Linked DNA regions of Mus musculus: region 2 is linked to region 1. The links are chromatin contacts, called in public promoter capture Hi-C maps. All regions are on one chromosome and are shown on one strand. Each heading gives the region's core, a stretch centred on a gene start, on an enhancer-like site or on the middle of the called end of the contact. The rest is flanking DNA. Distances are from core to core; before and after follow the strand shown. Region 1 holds the start of Gprc5a (G protein-coupled receptor, family C, group 5, member A). Region 2 holds the start of Plbd1 (phospholipase B domain containing 1).

The links. Promoter capture Hi-C pulls out the DNA fragments that hold promoters and counts their contacts.
Region 2: a contact with region 1 is called in a promoter capture Hi-C map of second pharyngeal arch cranial neural crest, with 5 times the contacts expected there. The contact joins the promoter of Plbd1 here to the promoter of Gprc5a in region 1. A contact is called at or near these places in 3 of 39 promoter capture datasets (cranial neural crest, hippocampal neurons and second pharyngeal arch cranial neural crest).

The regions. Positions count from the first base shown.
Region 1 is chr6:135,061,572-135,068,881 of GRCm38.p6, forward strand. Gprc5a (G protein-coupled receptor, family C, group 5, member A) reads left to right here and starts at 4,091. Exons shown (of 4, transcript NM_181444.5): 1 at 4,091-4,204.
Region 2 is chr6:136,659,318-136,666,627 of GRCm38.p6, forward strand. Plbd1 (phospholipase B domain containing 1) reads right to left here and starts at 2,576. Exons shown (of 11, transcript NM_025806.2): 1 at 2,245-2,576. The coding sequence starts at 2,362.

The DNA of each region.
Region 1 (7,310 bases), core at 2,841-5,340:
ATAAACATGCTAGACTTTTGAGGACTTAGTTTGGCAAAGTAATGCAGAATAACTCAACACACACACACAACACACACACACACACACACACACACACACACACACACACACATACACACGCGCGAGCGCACTTTAGACAAAGCCTTACTATGTAGCTCAGAATATCATTGAATTCAACACCACCCAAACACCTTCCCAAGTGCTGGGATTACGATCATATATCACCATACCTAGATTGTATTTTATTTATAAGGAAAAAACAATTTTAAATTACACTTATTTATGCACTTACTTAGTGTGTATGTACATGCTACAACACATGTGTGATACTTTGCAGAAGTTGTTTCTCTCCTACTGCATGGGACAAAACTCAGGCCATCAGCTTCATGACAGGCACTTTTACCCACTGAGCCATCTCACCAGCCTCTAGCGTCATTGTAAAGAGGGTTGTTAGCTGGGAGGTGGTGGTGGTGGTGGTGATGGTGGTGGTGGTGGTGGTGATGGTGGTGGTGATGGTGGTGGTGGTGGTGGTGATGGTGGTGGTGATGGTGGTGGTGGTGGTGGTGGTGGTGGTGATGGTGGTGGTGATGGTGGAGGTGGTGGTGGTTGGTTGGTGGTGGTGGTGTTGGTGGTGGTGGTGGTGGTTGGTGGTGGTGATGGTGGTGAATACCTTAAATCCTTGCACTTAGGGAGTCAGAGATAGGTAGATCTCTGAGTCCGAGACCAATGTAGTCTAGAGAGTGAGTTCCAAGACAGCCAGGGCTACGTAGAGAATCTCTGTTTTTTTTTTTTAATTGTTTTCTGTGTATGTGTGTTTTGACTGCAGGTTCATCTGTGTACTATGTATGTACTAGGTACCCAGAAAGGCCAGAAGATGGTATGGGTCCCCTGAAATTGGAGAGACAGACAGTTAGGAGCTACCATGTGAGTGCTGGGAACTGAACCCAAGTCCTCTGAAAAAGCAGCCACTCTTAACAGCTTAGCCATCTTTCCAGCCCCCTCTCCCCTCATATTTGAAAAGATAATGTGCTGAGATGGTGCTATTTGGGATCTATTGGGTTAAACAGATGATAAAGCAAGTTCTTTTTCCCTCTCATTTCTTCTCCTTCCTTCTTCATTTTCTTCTAAGGTCTCACTTTAGAGTCCAGACATGGATGGCACTTGATATGCAGACTTGAACCCACAATAGTCACCACACTTCATTCTCTCCATTGCTGGGACTATGGCCATGAGCCACCACGCCCAGCTCCCTATATCTTTTTACTTCTTATGATTCGACCAACTGCTGTTCCAATGTATACAGGGTTCTCTAGAGTCACAGAATGTATGGAATGTCTTTCTATATTGAGGGAATTTATTATGAAACAAAGCTAGTTATTTCAGCTGGTCTTCTGTAGAAGTGGATTCCAACAGATGTGCTGGCAAGTAAGTGCAAGCGTCAAGGAAGAGCGAATCTTCCTTTTTCCAATGTCCTTATGCAGGTCTCCAGCAAAAGGTGTGGCCCAGGTTAGAGGTGTGTACCACCATGCCTGGATCTGGGACTTGTTTCGTCCTAGGCTGACCTTGAACTCAGAGATCCCCTTGCCTTAGTCTCCTGGGATCAAAGGTCTATACTACCTTGCTTGGGCCAAGCTTTTTTTTCCTCCTCCTCCTCCTCCTCCTCCTCCTCCTCCTCCTCCTCCTCCTCCTCCTCCTCCTCCTCCTTCTTCTTCTTCTTCTTCTTCTTCTTCTTCTTCGATTTACTGATTTACTTTGTAAGTACACTGAAGCTGTCTTCAGACATACCAGACGAGGCATCCTATCCCATTACAGATGGTTGTGAGTCACCACGTGGTTGCTGGGATTTGAACTCAGGATATTTAGAAGAACAGTCAGTGCTCTTAACCTCTGAGCCATCTCTCCAGTCCATCCATGGTTCTCTTGGATACTGGTCTAGCTTCAGTTTCTATAGATGAGATTGTAGAAGTTTAGAGAGAAGCCCTTTCCGGTCTCATCATTCCCCAAGCCCTTTCCCCAGGCCCCTGTCTCTTGGTGAACCCCAGGAGAGGAGGAGAACTTGACGACCTCTGACCTGCAGGCCACAAGGGAGATGGCCAAGTTAAATATTGACTGCGGTTTCTTAGGTACGAGATCAATAGAAATATAGACTCCAAAGATTTAGGTTGTTTTGGCTCTGGTGTTTGAACCAGTACCTTATACATCACAGCATAAGCTCATGAAGAGTCTTTCTATTGGTGTGTGTGTGTGTGTGTGTGTGTGTGTGTGTGTGTGTATGTGCGTGTGTGTGTAGCACTCACCATGGTCCTGTGTGTAGGTCAGAGGACAACTTTACAGTCTTGGTTCTCTTCTTGGACTTGGTTGACCTTCATGCCGATTTTGGGAATTGGACTCTGGTTATCAGGTTAGGCAGCACGTAGTTTATTGGCTGAGCCACCTTCCCATCTCCTCTGCCTTTTTGAGTCAGGCTCTTGAGAGTAGCCCCCCCTCCCCCTTTCCCGTTGCCCTATATCACCTATGTGGCTCAGGCCGGTGGCCATCTTCCTGTTTCAGTCTCCCAAATGCTGACTCGAACTGTCATTTGCAGCAAGTCACCTTCAGGTGACCTCAAACTCCTATGTAGTAGAAACTGGCCTTGAAGTGTTTTTCTACCTGCTTCTACCACCCAAGTGCTGGCGTTACAGAGGTGCCCCGCGCCAGGCCTGGCTTGTTACATTTTATTCTTTTCTTTTCTTTTTTTGAGACAGGGTTTCTCTGTGCATCCCTGATTGTTCTGGAACTCACTGTGTAGAGCAGACTGGCCTCCAATTCACTGAGATCTGCTTGCCTCTCCCTTAGGAGTGCTGGGATTAAAGTTGTGAGCCCCTACCATCTGGCAAGATTGTTTGTTACATTTTAAAAAGCATTTAAGGGTGTGGAGAAAAGTGGGTCTCAGCCCCTTGTAGGGGTTAAACATCTTTTTCACAGGGGTCACCTAAGCCCAGTAAAAAGCACAGATATGTATATTAAGATTCATAACAGAAGCAAAATTACAGTTATGAGGTAATAACAAAGATAATTTTATGGCTGGGGGTCGCCATACATGAAAAATTGTATTAAAACTGAACTAAAGCACTTAGAAGGCCTGCTCCAGGCCTTCCCTACTACCTAAAAAGCTTAGTTCCCCCGCTGCCCACCAACGCAACCAACGGGGTAAACCTGGTCCAGTGCGTTGACATTCCAGGACTTTTTGACTACGGAGCAGGCAGGTTTCAGCCGGACTGGCCTGATAATGGATGCGCTGCGGGCCCCTACCTAAGCAGGAGGAATCAGACACCAAAGGCAAATTCCTTCATTTCAAAATTTTATCTGGCGTCTCTGTTCCTATCAACTGCTTTGTCAAACTTTTGGAGAGGTGGTTAAAAGAAAGGCGATATGATCTCTCAGTCAGGCCATGCTAACTTGGCTATGCGACAGTTCCAAGAAGGGCCTTGCTGAAGCGTCTCAACTTTTCCTTGGTCTTTACTCTTTAGCCGCGACTGGGGGACCCACAGGAGAGTGAGTGGCTGTCTCTTCCCATTTAAACTTGGCTTCTCCCTGCTCACCGGAGGAAGGAGTGGGTGATGGAGAGACAGGTGCCGCCAAGGGGAAATAAAGACCAACTTCTCCCACAGAAAGTAACAAAGGAGCTGCCTGGAGCTGCTGGCTTAAGTCTTTGCCCTTGGGGCCCTATAGTGCCCTCAGGGAGGATGGGTGTGGTTCCCTCCAGGAGATGACAGCCAGCAGCGCTCATCCGTAGCTGGGTTCACCGTGTGGCTCTTTTCATAAGGGCGGGAGCTCTGGGACCGACCTGAACACTCGTCGAGAGCTACGCCTGGCAGTCTAGGGTGCTTCCCCCGCAACCCCGCCACCTATTTCATGAGTGACTGTGCTTCTGACGTCAGGGAGGCTTTCAGTTCATTCTCTGGCACGGTGACTTTATTTTCACAACAGCGAGAAGTGCCGCGGAACTGGATTAGGCGTGTCCTCTCCCTCCGCCCCGCCCCCGCCCCTTGTCCCTCGGTTCACCCTCTCCCTCCCTCCGGCGACAGAAGCCTTTATAACCGCTTTGCGCGGCCAAGGCGGGATCCTTGTCCCAGGACCTGCCCAGTAGCCAGGGGTTGAGCGCTCTCGCCTTTCACGCGTGAGTCGCAAGTTCTCGCTTCACCCCGAGCGCCGCGGCGCCCAGGTAAGAGGGGTTTACCCAGGAGCGCGCTCCGGGCCCCAGTTTTAAATCCGGAGAGTGGGGCGTGGGGAGCCTTGGGGAAGGAGAACTGAGACAGTACAGCCCGTGATGGACTACAGCTGGCTAGGAGAAACAGATGAAACCGAGAAAGGAATGTCCTTAACTTCTCTCACCTCTGAATGTGTTCTCTGGGCTAAAACAGAGGGGAAAGACCAATCAGCAAACAGTTAGAAACTGTAGCACAGGCCTGTAATTCTGCACCTGGGAGGTAGATGCAGAAGAATCAAGAGTTCAAGGCCAGCCTTGACTCTACTGTGAGTTCCTGGTCAGCCTGGGCTATATAAGTCTCTGTCTCCAGATACAAAACAGTAGTTTAAAATACCAATATTAAAAGAGAGGTCCGTCTTGAACTGTACTAGGCCCCTCCCACAGGTTCTATGTAGCCACTGGTGGGTGGAAGATGGGCTATGATGCTTTCAACTCCCATCTGAGTTTCAAGGGTCTGTGAATGAATAGAGGGGTAGAGGGAGAGGATGCCAGCCGCTTCCTTCCCAAAGGAGCGAAGGCCGTGGAGGTCAGGAAGTGACTCACCTCAACGCCCCCCCCCCCTTCTCATGTGCGTGTTGTTCCTCCACCCCATCCCTTACTTTTCCTGTTGCCCCAGTCTCTAAGACCCTGTCTCTCTTTAACAAGAGGGGGTGAAAAGCTTGTCTTCCCGGAGGAGAAGAGACACAGGCAGGAGGAGGCTGGCAGATCACATTGAATGGAAAGACAGGAAACAGCAGTTGTTTTTTTTTTTTGTTGTTGTTTTGTTGTTGTTGTTTTTTTTTGTTTGTTTGTTTTTTTTAGACATTCAGGCTGGCCTCGAGCTTGTAACCACCATTCTGCCTCAGTTTGCAGAGTGTTGGGATAACAGGTATCGGTCTCATGGTAGAAGGCTCCCAAATGGCAAAAGCCTGCCTGGAAGCAGGTAATTGAAGGACCATCACCGTGCCTGCCTGCCTTTTCTCCAGGCAAGTGTCTGAGGCTTTTGTTGAAGCCTGGTGAAAGGTTCTCTGGAAACAGTCTCTTCTTTGCTCTTTACTGAAGGAGAATTCTTTAGCCACTTCAGATACAATGGCCTGGGAAGGTGGAGGGGAGGGTGAGGCCAACACTTCACCCTTAGGGGTTTTTGTACTGGCCATCACTGATAGAGAGAAGGAAGGGGAGGGGAGGAAGGGTTGGGAGGTGCCTTAGGATCAAAGAGGGAATGGAGAGGCTGGCCCCCAGGCCCAAAGGGAATGGCCACAGCTGTCTCTGACTTCCCAAGAAAAGGTCTCTACCTGGCTCCAGGCAGCCCTGTGTTTCCTGGTTCTGCAGTCATTTATCCAGCAGCCACCTGCCGCCAGGTCCTTATGCTGAGGAGTCGTAGGCAAGCGTCTTTTCTGTGTGTAGGTCCTGCCTGTCTGTAGTTGCACAGTATCCGTAAGCAGCAGGTTGAAAAAAATGTGCGCCTTCATTCCATTCTTGAGAGGTAATTGAGGATAACAGAGTGTGAAGAGGAATGTGGATTGGGGATTTCTGCTCTTTCTGAAGATCCACAGAGAGCAGGGGCAGTGGGTGGGGGCAAACAGAACAGTTTTTCACTTGAGGGGATCAGAGCAACGCTGGCTTTTGTTTGTTTGAGTGCTCTCTCTCTCTGTCTCTTTCTGTCTGTCTGTCTCTGTCTCTGTGTGTCTCTCTGTCTCTTTGCCTCTGTCCTCTCTGACTCTCTCTCTCTGTCACTGACTCTGTGTGATTGTCTCTCTGTCTCTGTTTCTCTTTGTCTCTGTGTCTTTCTGTCTGTCTGTCTGTCTCTGACTCTGACTCTGTGTGTCTCTCTGTCTGCCTGACTGTCTCTGTGTCTCTCTTTGTTGCTGTGCCTCTGTCTCCCTGGTGTGAACACGCCACACTGCACATCTGGTGGTCAAAGGACAACTTGAGGGAATTAATGGTGTCTTGTGTGAGGAACTTGGGTCCTTAGACTTGGCAGCAAACACCTTTACCATTGAGCCATCTCGCCCATTGGTGTTACCCTTTTAGGAAAGGGACTCAGGTAACCATGGCTGACCTGGAATTCACTGTGCACACGAGGCTGCCCCAGTCAGATCTACTTCTGGTTTCTGAGTGATGGAATTACAGGCCTGAGCTACCCTCTGAAAGCCCAGTGTTTGCATTTTTATTGCTCCCCTACCACCTTTTTTCTTTTTGAGTCGAGGTTTCTTTGTGACCCTGACCAGCTTGTAACCCACGATATAGCCTGGCTGGCCTGAACTCTTGCAACTCACTCTATGGCCGGGGTTGGCCTGAACTCTGCTTCCCAAGAGCTGAGACTCAGGCATGCTCTACCATGCCCACCTTATCCTTACTTTTATAGCCTGCCTCCTTCCCTTCCCTTCCCTTCCCTTCCCTTCCCTTCCCTTCCCTTCCCTTCCCTTCCCTTCCCTTCCCTTCCCTCCCCTCCCCTCCCCTCCCCTCCCTTCTCCTTCTCCTTCCTTCCTTCCTTCCTTCCTTCCTTCCTTCCTTCCTTCGAACAAGGCTTGATCCATTGCCCTGGAGTATTTTAATCTCACAGGCTCAAGTGCTTCTCCTCTTTCACATCTCAAGTGGCTGGAGTGCAGGTGTGACCCAAGGCACGGAATCTGTATGTTTATTTTAGAATTTCAGATCACTCTGTTCTAAACTGCACTCAGTTTTTGGCAAACATGTGTGACCATTTGGATAGATTCCATCTGATAGAGAAGGGGTAGCAACTATGGTCTGTTGTCCAAAGTGGCCCATACGTTCGTTTTCTTCCTTCTTAATGACGAGTTTCATGGGGATCTATTAAAACTCATTTGCTTTTGTATCATTTGTGGCTACATTCAAGTTACAAGTTCATGGCTTCTAAAAGCCCCTGCCCGGGGCATGGTGGGGCATGCCTTTAATCTCAGCACTCCAGAGGCAGAGGCAGGTGGGTTTCTGAGTTCGAGGCCAGCCTGGTCTACAGAGTGAGTTCCAGGACAGCCAGGGCTATACAGAGAAACCCTGTCTCGAAAAACCAGCCAACCAATAAATAAATAAATAAATAAATAAATAAATAAATAAATAA
Region 2 (7,310 bases), core at 1,326-3,825, 1.6 Mb after region 1:
CAGCCTCTCTCGGAGATTTGTTCATTCTGTTTTCAAACCTCAATCAAAAGACTTCCACAACGTCTTCCCCACCCCCAGGATTGACACATATGTCATGTGACATCCAGGTCTCTTCGGATGACAAAGAGTTATAAGTTTTGCATAAACGTTTCCTCATAATTTCACTACCTCCACAATGTTAGTAAGTTCCTCCTTTGCCCTGGTAAGAAGGAACATGCTAACTCCAGCAATAACTCACTAGCCACCCTTTAAAGCTAAAAATCAGAACGCGGGAGCAATTGGAAAACTGTTTAGGGATTAAAAAGACGAGGCTGGTGCCGTGGATCTCTCTGAGTTCCAGGTTAGCCTGGTCTACACAGTGAGTTCTAGGCTAGCCAGGGCTACATAATGAGATCCCGTCTTAGTAAATAAATAAATACATACATACATACACACATACATACATACATAAATACTTAAATGAAGTATAAAGAATTTCCATGTTAAAATAAGCCATGGTGCAACCAGTAGGCCCATTTTAGTGAACTCAGATATATAACTGCTGTCAGAGTTAAAGTAGCCATTGGCTTTAACCTGTTGTCTGCCGGCCGGGACACCTTATGGAGACTAAATGACAGTCAGGTTAGCAAGTGCTTCCCACCAGCTGATTCCGGTTCCCAGTGCCCAATCAGGGCAGATGAGTCAGGCCCTCAGCCTGACAGTTATATTTCTAATGAATAATTAATGATGAATCTGGGGACAGACTTGGGCGTGTATCAGGGTGAATCGTCTCCCTGAGATCTGATCACAGCTGGCATGATGCAAATACTGACTTCTGGAGTTTAGCCCTGCCTGCCTAGAGGAAGAACCAGTTTTACCAAGGAATGGGCTACATTTTGAGTCTCACGGAGGTCGGCTCATCTCTCTCTTACCAGGGCAAAGGAGGAACAGTTAGGACACAGCCTACTAAGCTCACAGTACGGAGCTAGGTTCCTTTGGGAGCCCTGGGAGATAGCAATGCCTCTGCTTTTTTACGATTTAAATTTTGGGTAATCTACTGGCAGGTTGAGGAAGCTTCAATACAGTACAAATAACATACTGATAAGAGGGAGAAAGGACATCCCATCTGTTTCAAATAGACACTGCAGGCAGGCATCCTTAGCTGTCCTCAAAGCTGTCATGTGGAGGAGCCTTTCAGGATTGCTGGCCATGGTAAGGAACCAGCAGCTTTTCTGGACTAAAGGGTGTGTGTGTGTGTGTGTGTGTGTGTGTGTGTGTGTGTGTGTGAGCGTGAGCGCTCATGTGGCGGGGGTAGGGAGGGATGACCAAAGAACATACAGCTAAATCAGGGGAGACATCAGGCACTTCCGGACCCTTCTCATCCCACAAGCCTGTGCCCACTGGGAAGTTTCCAGACATGAGTGGAGCAGGCTTTGAAAGCAAACACTTCCAAATGGCAAGGGTGCGGGTACTCGTTGAGAGACGGTAACGAGAAAAATCAGCGACTTTTGAAAGGGGACACTGCCCGCGTCCCTTCCTATTCTTGAATGGGTCAAACAAGGAGACGATTACGAAATCAGTCGTCCTCTCTGAATTTGACTTTTAGAATCTTCCAAGTCTACGCATCCCACAATTCATTTTGGTCTTGTTACAAATGGAAGGGTGAGACTGGAAGGACACCTGTTGAGGCCTGTTTTTTCTGAAGGGAAGGATTACACCAGTGCCCTCTGGCAACCCAGCTACCTTATCGCTTAGGCAAATTCCTGACTTCCCCCCAGTCGCAGCCTCTGTGCAGTAGAACGGAGACTTTAATCCACTTTAGGATTCTGAGGCCATTCAGAAGAGCTCAGCAGCCTTAAGCTCTGGCCCTGTCCCATATCAAGATGGCATAACCAGTTTGCTATCAGTTCTCTTAAGTCCAAGTCACTTGTCTACTTCTAGAAGCAGAACAAAGGTCAGCTCGAAATCACACCTCAGTCTGATTTGGAAAAATCTCTGGACTGGAGCCTTTTGGACCAGTCGAGGTTGTCCGGGACAAGATATGGGACAGAATTAAGGCCAAAACATTTTACGTTGGAGAGCCCTTGTACCCTCCTTCAATGCCACCGCTGATCCACCTCAGGGCTGGAACGTAACCCGCCAGGCTCCCCACCAAGAAGTACGACCCAAGACGCCCCTAGATGCAAAGCTGTTGGGACTCTGGCCAGCCGCCGGCGTGGGGGTACAGGGCAACGCCCCTAGTCCGCGGGCGGCCGTTCTGCTCACCTGTTGGGTCGCTCTGGCTGGCAGCGCCAGCCGCCCAGGGAGGCTGCAGCAGCAATGGCAGCAGCAGCAGCAGCGGCGATGGCGGCCTGAGGCTCCTGCCAGGGCTGCGGTGGCACATCGCTCCTCCGCTGTGACCTCGGCCTGGTTGGATTAGGTCCCGCTGGCGCCGGCGGTGGCAGCTGTTGCAAGAGCCGCACTTGAGGATGGTAGCAGGGCGCTGCGTTGCAGAGGCCGGGCCGATCTTAACTTTCTTCTGACATTAGTCTTGCCTGCTTGGGCGCTTCACGTGGCCTTGGGAACCAACCTTCGCCCTGCTGAGCCCCAGGCTAGGAGAGGCGGATCCTTTCCGTCTGGTCTGACCCTCCAGCCACCTGTGGGCCAGGCCGGGAAAGTTCTCTGTCGCGCTTTTGGGAAGTGCCGGGGCTGTGCTGCTTTCTCTGGTCGCCTCCTGGAGGGTGGGGCTCAGGGCTAAGGAATCAGTTAAAGGTGGCCTTGGTCCCTGTAGCAGAGGATAAGGAAACCGAGGCAGCAGTGGGTCGCATGCCTCCCCGTAGGTCGGATTCTGTGGCCTTCTGTCTTCTCAGGTCCCTCATCCGTCAGGAATCAGGGCTTCTTGCGCCAGCCTGTCTGACCTCAGGAGCTCAACACCTCCAGACCTTAGCTTTGTGTCTTCATTGGGCGGAGCTGATTCACGCGGGGCTAGAAGCAGATCTACCCCTGAGCTTCCATAGAGACCCATGTCTGGGCAGGACTCGCTGAAGGCAACATTGTGAAGTTGGCCAAGGGTGCCCTAGGTGACATTGTGAAGTAGGCAACAGACTTCAAGCTGACTGAGCTCATCTTTTGCTACTGAACCCAGGCAAGCAAACCACTGTAGCTGGGTTTGTAAAGCGTTCCAGAAGTCGAGGCAGGAGGATTAATGAAAGTCTGAGGACAATTTGGGCTACTGAATGAGACACTGTTTCCAAACACCAAAATATAAAAAATCCAGATAAACAAATAAATATTTTTTAAAAAGTAATGAAGAAGTGCCTTTGTTAGAGGAAGAAATAAATTTGTCATTGCTAGAAATGACACCTGTGAATTATGAAATACAAATCACAATTTCGTTTGGTAATATTCATTTAGTGGAGAAAGAAGCTGCAGGCATTGTAGGGACTGTACATAAAATAAAAACGAAGGTGAACGGTACCTTTGGGTCCTATGGCACGTGGCTAGTGAAGTGTCACCCCAAAAAGTGCAGGTGTGTCTCCATATCCCACTCTGTGACCTCACTGACCCTTCTGATCCAAGGAGACAAGTGTTCAGAGGAGGTGACTCTTTCAGGATGCCTGATGGGGGCTGGGCTCACCCACCTGATGGTTTGCTTGCCGAGTATTTATTGACTTCAGTGTTCCAGGATAGAGCCCTGTATGACACCGGGTCTGTAGAACACCAGACTAGTCGATGAAGTGGTTGGCTTGTTTTGAACGAGCAGTTTAATTGGATTAGACTTTCTTAAACTCAGTACTGTTGAAATTCTGTCCAGTTATGAGTGAGCATATGTGTGTGTCCGTCCGTGTGTGTGAGTGTGTCCTGTGCACTCTGAGGCCTTTAACATCCTTGAAAGTGCCTCCAGACCACGTCCAGTATTCCCCAAGGTAAAAAGTACTAACCTAGCAGAGCACTGTTACAGTAATTTGTGGTACATTTTGACATACTTAAATTGCGTTTTTTAAAAAAGATTTATTTATTTATTATATGTAAGTACACTGTAGCTGTCTTCAAACATTCCAGAAGAGGGAGTCAGATCTCATTAAGGATGGTTGTAAGCCACCATGTGGTTGCTGGGATTTAAACTCACAAGCTTCGGAAGAGCAGTCGGTGCTTTTAACCGCTGAGCCATCTCTCCAGCCCTTAAATTGAGGTTTTTAAACATCCAAAAGAATAGTGACAGCCAACTCTAGGTGAGACGGTCCAAGGATATTGGTTTCAAAATTGCAACTGGAATGAATAGGGCATAAACCAGAGATTTGACAGCCCTAACGGGCTAGCCTCAGCCACCCACCCTGTGACCACTAATCTTAGTTGTCCACTTGACACATCTCAGAAAAAGTAACTGAGGAATTTCCTCCATCAAATTGGACGATAGGCGTGTTGTGAGACACTTGTCTGGTTGCTGATTGTAACCAAAAGGGCCAGTCCTGTGTCAGGACCATCTCTAAGCAGGGTGGGCCTGGGCTACATAAGAAAGGCCACAGAATAGGAGCCTGGAGGCCAGGCAGTAAGTGTTCCTCCATGGCCTCCAGGCTCCTGCCCTGACTTTCCCTCAATGAAGGGCTGAAACCCGAAATACACTCTCTCCTACTCAAGTCAATATTTTATCACAGCAGTCGGGGAGCAACTAAAACACAGCCCCACTACACTCATGAAAGAGACAAAGAGAAGGGCTTCGTTTAGTACAGTTGCCTTGGGAAGATGAACAAAGGGATTCAGTCACCCCGAATTCACCCTGTATAGTCCTGGTTGTCCTGGAACTCAATCTGTAGACCAGGCTGGCCTCAAACTCAGAAATCCGTCTGCCTCTGCCTCCCCACTGTCCGCTGAGCTCTAGCTTTAAATAGAGGGGAAAGGGTACGAACGCCAAGCAGTCCTGGTGATGGTACCCTCTGGCCCATCATTGAAACGCCATTGTTTGGTTCCATTTTCTCCTGAGAGTCCTTAGAACAATGTGAAATCTCAGGAATACAAACCCTAGCTTTCTAACCCTAACTTTGAGCTCTCCTTACCCCATCCCCTCTATGGCTAGCACCAGGCCTCAGTCTTTCACTTGCCACAGTGTGAGATTCCTAGAGAAATTCCAGTCTCCTGGAAAATGCTAGTTTCACTAAAAATGAATTTTAAGACATTCCCTGGTCCTTTTCTTCTTCTTCTTCTTCTTCTTCTTCTTCTTCTTCTTCTTCTTCTTCTTCTTCTTCTTCTTCTTCTTCTTCTTCTTCTTCTTCTTCTTCTTCTTCTTCTTCTTCTTCTCCTCCTCCTCCTCCTCCTCCTCCTCCTCCTCCTTCTTCTTCTTCTCCTTCTTCTTCTTTCTACTTCTTTTTTATTAGATATTTTCTTCATTTACATTTCAAATGTTATCCCCTAAGTCCCCTATACCATTCCCCTGCCCTGCTACCCAACCCACCCACTCCCACTTCTTAGCCCTGGTGTTCCCCTGTACTGGGGCATATAAAGTTTGCAAGACCAAGGGGCCTCTCTTCCCAATGACGGCCGACTAGGCCATCTTCTGCTATATGTGCACCTAGAGACACAAGCTCTGGGAGGACTGATTAGTTGATATTGTTGTTCCACCTATAGGGTTGCAGACACCTTCAGCTCCTTGGGTGCTTTCTCTAGCTCCTTCTTTAGGGGCTCTGTGTTCCATCCAATAGATGACTGTGAGCATCCACTTCTGTATTTGCCAGGCACTGGCATAGCCTCACAATCCCTGGTCCTTTTCACTTAGTGTTAGAGTGCTTGCCTGGCCTGTGCTGAGGACCTGGGTTCAATCCCCACCTCCAGAGACTAGCAGTACACGAGGGAGGAGCCAGAGCAGTAGTAGGAACACAGTCTGTTGGACAGACCCTCCTCCTCTCCCCCACCCCCTCCCCCACCCCCCAACGACCCCAACACACACACTACAGTCTCTCATTCCCCTGGAAACAAAAAACACCAAAACTTCGTCCCTCTTTGGGATTTAGAAGAAACGGAGGTGCTTGGAGGGATAGCTGCCCCCTCCTCTTCAAAAAAATGGCTTCTTCCTCTGGCACTGGGTGGAGACACGACATTCATCTCTGCTCCAAAGATTAGAACATTACATCCTGTTGTCCGCAGTTGGCCCTGTCAACCGCCTGGCCCAGAGGCTGACCCTCTAGAAAAACTAAGTTACCTAGGAGCCGGGCTGTGGTGGCCCACGGCTTTAATCCCAGCATTTGGGAGGCAGAGGCAAGCGAATTTCTGAGTTCGAGGCCAATCTGGTCTAGAACGTGAGTTCCAGGACAGCCAGGGCTACACAGAGAAACCCTGTCTCGGAAAGAAAAAAAAAAAAAGTTCTGACGGGATGGGAAGGATAATAATCCCTTAGTGTCTGTCCCCCAAAGCCTTTCTGGAACCGCACTCTCCAAGGGCGTGCGCCACGCCCCCTTTTCTGAATTCCAACGAAAGCAAAATAAAACGAAACAGAATTTTCTTTTCCCCCTCTTTTTCTTCTTCCCTTTTGGACAGCAGCCCATGCTTTCCCTGGCACTCTGGGCTTCCTCACTCTGTCTAAAGTCCTCCAACTCCTATGCCTTGATTTCTGAACACACTGGCCTCAGACTTAAGAAGGCAATCGCTTCTACCTCCTCCTAGCAGCTACTGAGATTTATAGCTTAGCTTGCCTGTCTGCCCTGTCCTGTTATGTTTCTTTCAAACTCTAAACAAAACAACCAAAACAACAACAACAACAACAACAAAAAACCAAACAAACAAAAACATTCTTCAAGCTTCATTCTGAGTCCATTTTTAAATTGTTTTTTTAAGTTTGTTTTTTCTAAGTCCAGGTTATAGAATTTCCTAGAAGTTGCATTTGTTTTTAGATTTTAAAAAAAGCTATATTTAACTCACTGAGAGAGGCATGTGTATGCTGCAGCACTTGGACGGAATCCGAGGGTAACCCTCAGGAATTGGTTTTCTCCTCACACCATCTAGGAATCAGAAATGGAACTCAGGCGATTAGACTTGGCTTGCTTGCCCATCTTTCCAGCCCCGGATGAGCCCAAGACAGAACCCTGACTTGCCGGTAACTACTGTGCCCCAAGGAAATGGCTAAAGGGCATGCGGTGGCCACTTCAGCAGTTCCACAGGGCCTCAGGGTCTTGACAGTGGGCAGCGAACCCTGACTGGCTGGGCCATCACCCAGAGCAAAGGGAAACAGGAAGGAGGAATGATATCAGCATTCAAAAGTTGAAGCAAGCCAGGCAGTGGTGGTGCACGCCTTTAATCCCAGCACTTGGGAGGCAGAGGCAGGTGGATTTCTGAGTTCGAGGCCAACGTGGTCTACCGAGTGA